Regions from separate parts of the Mus musculus genome. Here region 2 is linked to region 1. Evidence: chromatin contacts called from public Hi-C data. All regions are on one chromosome and are shown on one strand. Each heading gives the region's core, a stretch centred on a gene start, on an enhancer-like site or on the middle of the called end of the contact. The rest is flanking DNA. Distances are from core to core; before and after follow the strand shown. Region 1 overlaps Btbd9 (BTB (POZ) domain containing 9). Region 2 overlaps Btbd9 (BTB (POZ) domain containing 9).

What was found. A called contact is a pair of places that touch in the nucleus more often than the background predicts.
Region 2: a Hi-C map of cortical neurons shows a contact between it and region 1, with 2.6 times the contacts expected there. The contact joins two enhancer-like sites. A contact is called at or near these places in 1 of 484 Hi-C or Micro-C datasets (cortical neurons) and 2 of 9 other capture datasets (adipose tissue and liver).

Annotation. Positions count from the first base shown.
Region 1 is chr17:30,504,817-30,509,778 of GRCm38.p6, reverse strand. All of the region lies in intron 6 of Btbd9 (BTB (POZ) domain containing 9), which reads left to right. Among named protein-coding and RNA genes, the nearest start is that of Btbd9, 69 kb to the left of the region's middle. Within about 2 kb of position 2,703, at least 22 of the 459 cell types and tissues checked have an H3K27ac peak or open chromatin away from gene starts, as enhancers often do. A contact at or near this core is called in cortical neurons, where this site is marked.
Region 2 is chr17:30,387,033-30,391,994 of GRCm38.p6, reverse strand. The region is part of intron 6 of Btbd9 (BTB (POZ) domain containing 9); the gene reads left to right. Among named protein-coding and RNA genes, the nearest start is that of Btbd9, 190 kb to the left of the region's middle. Within about 2 kb of position 2,929, at least 17 of the 459 cell types and tissues checked have an H3K27ac peak or open chromatin away from gene starts, as enhancers often do. A contact at or near this core is called in cortical neurons, where this site is marked.

The sequences.
Region 1 (4,962 bases), core at 1,454-3,953:
GAGTGGTGTGTGTGTGGTGCTGTTCTATGTGCACCAAAGTTTTACTAACACCAGCTCCTCCTACCTTAACCCTCAGCTGGAGCTGAAGAAAAGCGACTTGCAGTTTATCTGTGTGCATCTTTATCCTCAGACCAAACCTCACTGTGTCACTTGTAAGAACTTTGCATTGATAACGACTTCTCTCTCTCTCTTTCTCTCTCTCTCTCTCCCCCCCGTGTGTGTTTGTGTGTGTTATGTGAATTGATACTGCAGTTAAGTGTTATATTGATGCTTTATGAAAATAAAATTTTAATTTTTAAATATCAGTCACCCCTGTCAGTGTTTTGAAATACTTTTTACTTTTATATCCTGCTCAGGAAAGTGGGCTAATGCTAAAGAATCCCAATGCTACAGAATGCTACATATGTTTCTAATCCTTTAGAAACTCTTTGAAATCAAATGTTGAATTTAGGCAGACTGTGGTGGGCTAGGTTGGGACAGTTGAATTAGTGATCGCACCCCTGATGAGACAGGTCTTGCTTCTTGTAGCAGGCACTTGATTCTCTACCAATGCTTCCCTTTGATGCCCGTTGCTTGTTTGAATAACTACTGTTTCCTTTCCCTCCTTATTCCCATTTTCTTAGAGCAAGAAATTATTATGTGTCAAGTATGTCGCAGAAAAAGGAAGGGGTGTTGCAGAACATTTGCCAGTCTGTCTTCTAGTCTCAGGGGTTACATTAGAGGCCTTCGGTGATGATAAATACCTCACTAGAGGGGCTCTGTTTTTACTCAGAACAGGGATTTAGGCATGCTTCACTAGCCCAGGAAAGAAAATTGTCTTCGTTCGTTCGTTCGATCGTTCGTTCGTTCGTTCACTGCTTACTCATTCAGCAAATTAGCACCTGCTTTGTGCTCTACACTGTACTCAGTCCCGAGCTTGTAACACTGATAGATGTCAGGGTTTCTGCACTCATCAGTTGAGAGTAGCATATACACAAATTTATAAGTACGGGTCACTGAGAGCAGGCATGTATTTTTGAGTAAGGTTGCCAGGGTGGTAGTGTTGTAAGCGGAGAGACAGGAGATGCTATGATCTCGTCTCTGCTCTGAGCATGTAGGCCTTCTTTGGTATATGGAGAATGTTGTTCATATTAGCTAGTCTTCTGTGGGAGCCTCATTAGATGTGTACTAAAACTGTAGCATTTGTTGGGGTAAAGCACTTGAATCTCTTTTATTGCCTCCATCTATTCCGTCTCCCCTCCTCCCTGCTGTCATTGGCTGTGACATCCCCCCACCCATTCTCATTAGATTATAGTACCTTCACAGGGCTGTAGATCTAGGGGACAGGTACAGCAAATGAGGAGAGAAGTGTTTCTATTTATGGGGCGTTCTCTCCTCGCCACACTAGCAGTGCATGGATGTGTGTGTCTGGTCAGCCTCCACTCCCTCTGCCCCATCTCATCCACTAACTGGGCAGACAGAACATTTGTTTGCTTTGAAAGGCAAACACTGGCATAATTGGGCAGTTCACCCCGAGGCTTTAGATCCCTAGTCAGTCACGCTGAGTCTTACTCTTCTCACAGGACCAGAAAGCTCAAACCTTTGCGAAATGCCCTATTTAGACATGGAAGAGTGGGAAGGGTCCCACTTTGAAGAAGTAGCCATTTTAGCAAACACAGTTTGAATTGTTCCTCTACTTGTAACTTTGATGTCATAATTGAACTAGCACTGAACAGCCTACTGGAGGGGAACATTTATTTTCTAAGAATGTAAAGCAAAACATAGCCACATGGTGTCACTAAATTATAACAATTTTACTTAGCGCAGAAGAGAATTTAAAATGATTTTAAAAATATAACTGTATTTAAATATAAACTATTCTGAAGTCTGTGGTTTGTGAAATAGCACGTGAAACTATTTGTACTGTTTAAGTCTCTTACTGATGGGAAGCATTAATTATGCCCAGTCTGTGGGTGCCCACTGTGTGCCAGCTAACTCAGGAGTCATGGGCTGCAGAGTAGAGGGCACGTGGGCTTCTGTAGTAGTTATTCTGGCTTCTTACAAATCAGGTTTTCAGGCATTCTTCTGGAACTTTGAAATAAGTAAAAGAGTAACAGATAGAGTCACTGAATATTTATGAGGAGTCAGAAAACCAGAAGAAAGGGGGACTGAGGATAGAGGGAGAAAGTCAGAGGGCTGGGGAGGCAGGAAAGGGAGCAGCTGAATGTATACTAAGTACTTCTTGTGGGCCAGGCATGCTTTATTCCCATGTGTGATCCTCACAGCAGCCTCATGGGAGGCTAGATTGTTGTATAGATGCAGAACTTGAGCATTGGAAAGCTGAGCTCTTAAGCAAAGGGTCTAACTCTGTGTCATACGCTGCCATTACTGGGCGGGAGATGCAGAAGCAGCTCTCGGCTGCACGTGCAGCATTGTGGGAACACCTCAGCATGCACAAGCCTTTGGGCTCAACCTCCAGAATAAAGTGAATGACTAGATGAATCCTGGCAAAGCAAAAGAACAGCTCTGCTCTGGAGCTGCAGGACACACGATCTAGAAGAAGCCCTTGCTGCCCCCTTTCGGGGCGCATTCCACCACTGAGCTAGGTCTCTTAACTCCCCGTGTGGGAAGGGCCCTTTATAGGAATACTGCAGGAGGCTCACTGTTAAAGACTGCTCTGCTCTAGTTGGTCACAGCCACCCAGTGTTAATGGTGATGAGCAATTGGGGGAAGTTTTCTTTTGAAAAATGCTCCAAAGAGCTGCTTAGCAATCCTTGTTCAAGGTATGCTTTGTGTCAGTATGTTAATAGAGCTTTCGGTTTTTCTACCCCTTGCTTCCTCTTAAGATCATTTTAGGCTTTGTTAGCATAGTGTGGGCTCTGTTTTCTTACTTCCTATTTGTTTTGCTCCAGTTCTATTTAGAAACAAACAACATATATTATGAAATCTCTCTTCTTAAGACCTCCTCTTGAGTTGCCTTTTTTAAGTTGAGAAATTATTTATTATTTTCACTTAGAATCTTATTAGGGTTAAAAAAAAAAAAAAGCCCAGAGCAAAACCAAACCAAAAAAAAAAAAAAAAAAAAAAAAAAAAACCCAAAGCACTGTGGTTTATTTTAAATAAGACCTTTGAGAAATGGCCATTTATGCATGAGTTATTCAATTGAATCTAGGCCTTTTTGTTTTATTTTGTTGGTTTAAAGGATAATAGCGTTTTGAGCTCCTTTTGTGTGTGCAGCAGCAGATCAGAACATGAGAGAATAGATTGGGCTTTTCCTTTCCCTTGCAGTTTGTTTTGTAGTTTTAGAGTGTGTCTTAATAAGCTCATTGCATGAAGATGATGCTAACGGCACTAATAACCCGTAATTACCACAAATACCAGTTGCCGATCCTCATCATGGAAGGGCAGGAGCTATACTTTATTCTGTTAGCAGTTGCTTCCCAAGCAGTTAGGTTCAAGCAGAGGTGCAGATGGCACCCCCTAGATCAGTCATCAAACCTCAATTCTCATGACTTACCTCTTTTCTTTTCTTTTTTTTTTTTTTTTAACAATGGAAGACACTTTATTTTTTTTTTAAATCTCTCAACATTTCAACTCCGTAGAAATCAAATGCAAAATATGTGCATTTTAAATTAACATATACTCAACTACCCGGATCACAGCGATCTCCTATAGTGAGACACACCTAGGAGGGGAGAGGCCTTGCCAGTCTGTACACTGTATTTCCTGGTGGAACACACTGGACTTCCTCAGGTGGCCTGTCCTCCATCTTAAGAGAGTCCCTGCAATGCTGGAGTGACTGGAATGCAGAGCTGGAGCTCTCAGGAAAGGGCCAGGCCTTGCCAGGTCTGAGGTGCTGACATCAAAGAGCTGCCCAGGAAGGCCAGTCTCAGGAATAAAACTGCCCAGAGTCTGCTGTATGTACACCTAACTACATGCGGTCTATCAGCTAGAGATAAAAAAAGAGTCATATAAGATTTGGAAAACCTAAAAATCACTCCAGTAAGTCGGAAGACCACCAGCAAATTCACAGTGGCTCAGGGTTTGGCCTGAGTCAAGCCTGCTCCAGAACTGAATGCCTGCTTTGGGAAAACTACTTGCCCATAGATCCCAAACACTGGACATCACAACTGCCTATGGCTAAACTGTATTCACACTTCACAAGGAAGTGACAGCTTCAAATTCCTGCCCTGCCCCTCTCCCCAAAAAGGAAAACCCAGAGGTGGGATTTATCCCAGGAAGTGTGGACACTGAATACTGGAGAGGCATCTAAGGAGCACATCCCACCTCTGCCCGCCCTAGTGCAAAAAGACTGAGAGCCGCGCTGACAGCCCCGGGAACCAGTGAGGAAGGCTAGATGAAGGTGGAGGCACCCACCGCCTGAACTTCCTTCTGAGATTCAAGGTTCAGGGTACAAGATTCATGCTCAGCAGGCACCAAGACCAGACAGAGCTATAGACGTGGGGGCTGAGGTCCCCATCTTGTCACTGGACTTACCTCTTTTCAATATGTATTGGTTTTATTGCTAAAGGATTGATCTGTTTAGATATTTACCTGCCATCCTCCATCAGATGTCAAGATACAGTTGTTCCTCTTGAGAGACTCATGATGTTATGGAGAGGACAGTCGACTAAAAACTGATGACGTGTGGTGAAGAGATGGCATAGAGGGTAAAGGTGATGCCTGAAGACCTGAGCTCGATCCCCAAGTCCCACATGGGAGAAGGAGAGAACCGAACTCCCACAAGTGTTCCTCTGACCTCCATACATGCACCATGATGCATGCGCATTTAGTGCCCCAAATAAGTTAATAACGATAAACATTTAAAAACTGAGAAAGTAAAATATGAAAGGCACATGACCGTTCATGTTTTATGTGACCTTTTTATGTTAGGGGATCTCCCACGGGGAGGATTTGAACTGAGTCTAAAAGACCAAGTGATCACACAAGGGAAGGATGTTGTCTGTGTGGAGGGGCTCACTG
Region 2 (4,962 bases), core at 1,680-4,179, 120 kb after region 1:
TCTGATTCTCCGTCATCTGGGCCCCTGAATTCAGAGATTCTTAAATCAGCCAGGCCAGGCAAACAAGCACCGTGCACTTTCGCTGGTCTGCTGACCGAGTCCAGTTGCATAGTTCTTTCAGGGCTTCCTATTGATTTTCGTTGTGGACGCCAGCATAGGAAAGCACTGTTAAAATGAAACACTTTTGCTTTCTTCTGAAAACAGTCACTTAACTGATTCGTCCTGTGTGTTGCTTTGCATTTAGCCTTTACTTACCCAGCCTACCTTCCATTTTTTCCTTGGTTCAAACAGAGCAAATCTAGACTGTTGGGAAAATAACTTCAGGGACATACAAGAATTTTAAACCCTAGCCGGAATCTGCAAGAGGCTGCTGCAGGTCGCACCCAGGAGGAGCTGGCTAATACACTCATCAAAACAGTAAACATACCTCAAAATCCTTGGTCTTAGATATAAAAATTCAGTGAGCCAGAATTGAAAATGAACACACAACAAAAGATCCTCTTTTGTTGTTCCAAAAATGGCCCTCTAGGCTCATTCTGAAAGCTGCCATTTGAGTTAGATTGGGAACAAATGTTGGAACTTACCCAGAATGACTCATGCTTTAATCCCTGGTAATTTCTCTTTATTATGTTATCAGCAGATGTGTTGCAAGTTGATTCAAAAGGAATATAAAAGTTGAAACAGTAAACAGTGGGGTTATCAGATAGTTTCCCAGATTTGATGAAAAATAAAATTAAAATCTTTTGTGAAATGCTCACCTGCAGAGTTCCTTACTGAAGGGAGCAAGGACATTGCCAGTGTGAATGAGGACCAGACCACAACGTGCCTCTGCAGCACACGCATGTAAAGTGTGTGTGTGTGATGTGTACACACGAGTGCCTGTGAGCACTTGTGCCACTGTGAATGCCATAAGATGATATGAAGTGCCTTCTGCTATCACTGACTGCCTTACTGTCTTGAGACAGGCTCTCTCGGTGGACTGGAACCCTGTAATTTCAGCTGAGTTGGCTGGGCAGGAATGTCCTGAGATCTGTCTCTGACTTCCCTCCCAAGGCTAGGTTTCAGGTCATCAAGCGTACACAGCAAGTGTTTTCTTACCCACTGAGGGAATCACCCCAACACTTACCTTTCGTCAGTTTTCTCCCATGTGTTTCTGTTTGTGTCCTCTGCCTCTGTGGGTGTGTTCATTAACAAAAGTGCTCAGAAGAGGGATGCGCTTTCAATGAAAACTTCCATTTTGGACCTAACTCTACCTCTTATTAATGGTGTGACTACTTTGGGGATGAGTCACTTAATGAGGTGGTACACTGTCAGTCCTATCGGATATTGATAAGGCATCAGGGCAGACACTGGCTCTGGATGCTGTAATACACATAGAACTTCCTTAGAGCACTCTCTCATTTGACATTGAGCAGTCTGTCCATTCCTAACCCTATGTGAGGGTATCAGAGTGATGGCTCAGTCCTTCGCTGCCATGAACTCTCTGTGACTGGGAGTGCCAATTCCCTATCATGGTGAAAACAAAATCCACTAGTTAATAACTCTTCCTGAGCATCAATCCTGACAGGAAACACAAGAGGATGGTACTGTGTGTTCTGTATACTGTGGTTGTGTGCCTTGCTGAAACTTTGGTGATGGTGGTACAATTCAGAGATTTTTTTTTTTTTTTAAAGCTTGGCTGCTGCTCTTCATGGTTAACTGAGAGCATGTAGTCTCGCTTTTTGAGACAAGGTGCTAGGTACCCCTCCCTCACTGGCCCTGTCCTTCACAGGCGCCTGTGGACCAGCTTGCTTGGCTGAGGTTTCAGTTTGGAGGCCCACTTGGTGTGAGCAGCTTTCTAGCACATGCCTCTTGAGATCCTCTAACAGTGGGGCAGGGGTGGTGCATGCCTGGATCCTAACACCCAGGGCAATTGAATCTACAGTGACTTCCAGGACAGTCAGGGCTACACAGAGAAACTCTGTTGCAAACAAACAAAAATGATCCTCTTACAGAGACAGTCTACAGGCTTCTGTTGATTCCCAATTCCCTCCCACCTTCATAAAGCTTACTCTCTCAAAGTGTTCAGAGTGTAATGTCTCAGCTCACTGGGCATTTGGGGAACTGTCCTAGGTGCTGAATTGAACTTTGCTTTCTTGGCCTCTGCTTTCATAGTCTTGGGGTTAGAGGTGAGTGCTACCACACCCAATTTGTTTAGTTCTTTAATGTGGAAACATATGGGGGCTATGGCTACTTTCTGCCTGTATTGGCTTGGGTTTGTTTCTTTTGCTTTTCAACATTACAGAATAAACTTGGACAGAATAACTTGAGGTCTTTGCGTTGCCCTTGAAGCACGTGTTATCTATCCATGGTCTGCACCGCAAAGGCCATATGATAATTATTCTTTGCCAGGAACTTCGCATTGGTTTGTTGGTTTGTTTGCTTGCTTATTACTCTGAGAGGTGAACTTAGGGCCTCACACACTCTAGGCAACATTCTACCATCGAGCTCTGTTCCCAGCCTGGAACTCCTTTGCAGAAGCAAAAATTAAGTTCCTGAATTTGAATCTGATTTGCAGAGCCCCAGCTCCCTACAAGTTGCTATGTGCTGATGCAGGGTTACTGGGTTTTTTTTTTTTTTTTTTTCATCAAAACTTGGCTTTTCTAGAAGCTATTCTTTTCCTAGTGACTGGCAGGAATCATTACTCTCTGTGGCAAGGAACCAAAAGTTGGCAGGAGCCTTACAATAATTGTCCAATTGGATTTATTTTTTTTAAATTCTCATGCCAATTTCCAAATTATCTTCAGTTACAGAGCTTCTGTTTTCTGTAAAAGGTTGAAAGTGAGAGAGATGCATGCAGCTTCGGTCCTGCCCAGGTTAGCTGTGGAGGCACCAGAGGTCCTTCCTCAGCACACTCTGGACAGAAGCCAGCATCACAGTATATCCTAGAACTGAGCCAGGAGCAGAAGGCAGTTTCTGTCTGGTTTGGAGATGCGTACATTGTGACTGACTCCTTCAGTGTGTGGAAGAGCCAAGGATCCCTTTGTATCCCTGGGCAGGAAGCACTGAGGGTCCAAGCAGTCGCAGCTGAGCTTCTTGCCTCATTCTTGCAGCATGAATTGACAAACACTAGAAGGTCTGACCTCTATCCGTGAAGTAATTTCTGAATATCCCTGAAATAGAGGTGTGAGCTGAACCCCATCATTTCATGCCCCCCCCCCAGTGCTCTTCCTGTGTCCCTGCCTTCCAGCCTGTGCCAATTTGATAATAACAAGCCCAGAACAAAACACATCTGTTTATTTTCTCTCATCTGCATTAACAACTAGAAATGATTTTGCTTGTTTGAGCTTCCCTCTGTCTAGATTCCTGATATTTATTTTGAATTTGCGTTTGGCAGAGTAAGATCTCAATGCATGCCAGGCTGACAGGTCTGTGTATTTGGTAGCCTGGGATGGGTTTTTCCTCACTCGCTCTGCTCTGCGGCTTTCTGTCTTTACAGTCTGACTTTTATTGTCCTGGATCAGCTGTCAGCAGTGAATGCACCTTTATTTCAGACTGAGCTGGATAAGATCACATCCATGTGTTCTGTTCCTTCACCTGCTCAGTTTACACACTTTGGTGTAACGGTGTACTAAGATATTAAAGACCCAGGATTGAGGGGGCTGGGAGAAAATGGGTCAGTAATCTAAATGAATGGCTTTATTTTGTTACTAATTTTCTAGATACACTTTTAAAAATGAGATATGCTTTACACACCAAAGGTCTTTTCTTATTTTACTTTTTGAAATGTTCTCGAGCTTTGGCTGTGCTGTGATGAGTAGCAGCACTTCCCTCTCGCCTGTGACATAACGGTGTACCGCAGGGTCAGCAGTGGTAGGAGGAGGCCTGTCAGCCGGTTAGGTGGTTCTTGGAATGGAATCTTTGAGCTTTTCTGAAATAGCTGCAGGAACCACCCATGTCCAGTGTCTGTGTAGATGCATGTGTAGAGCTTTCTAGGTTACTGTCGTGGCTGTAGCTGTAGCAGCTCAGTGCTGACCTCTCTGAGGAGCGGCTATAATGTTTTTCATGGGGAGCCTCGGAGCCGCCTGCTGTAACACACTGTCAGTGGTTGTCCTCATGCTCATGGACACTCCGTGCTCTTGATTGGCTCCTCCTGGAGAGCAGTGCTGTGTGTGGCGTACCTCTTCCTGCTGATGTTGAAAGTGTACGTCATCTCTGGGAAGATGTCTTACTCAGCTCCTTTGTTTATTTTTAAATGGAGTCATTTTTGTTTACTTGGCCAACATATGATTATGCTGTTTTGTTTTTTTTTTTATTTTAGCCATTGGGTTTTAAACCTCTATATAATATGGGTTCTAGATCCTTATTTCTGTCATTTAAAAAGATTTTTCTCGCATTGTGTGGAGTGTCTCTTTATGTTCCTAACACACTTGCTCTGGTGTGTGTGGGGGAGGGGGCTTGTGTATGCTAAGCATCTACTTCACTGCAGTATCCATTCTCCCTCAAACATTCTCGTTTTGATGAAGCCTAGTTCATCCCCTTTTCATATCGGAGTAGCTCTTGCCTGAGCCAAGCTCATGAAAGCAGACACTTACGTTTTCTGAGAGGTTAGACCTTAGACCTAATATCTCCTCCATTTTGAGATAATTTTGCAAATGTGTGAAGCAGGAGTTTGAATGCATCCATTCTGTATGACCGTGGTTAGTTGTCCTTCCACCAGTGGTGGAGAAGTCTCTCCTAAGCCCCCCTCAGTGATCTCTGTTGCTGTCATGTCTCCTGCTTTTGTGGACTATATTCCTACGTGGTTTACCTTGTCTGTTGTGCTGGTGATGGAACTCAGAGCTGCACACAAGCTAGGCACGTGCTTTACACCAAACTGCATCCTCAGACCACTGTTCTTTCCTCTGTTATAAGTGGAATTGATTTCCTTAGCTTACTTGTCATATCACTTATTGCTTATTCATAGAAATTAAACTTTTTTGT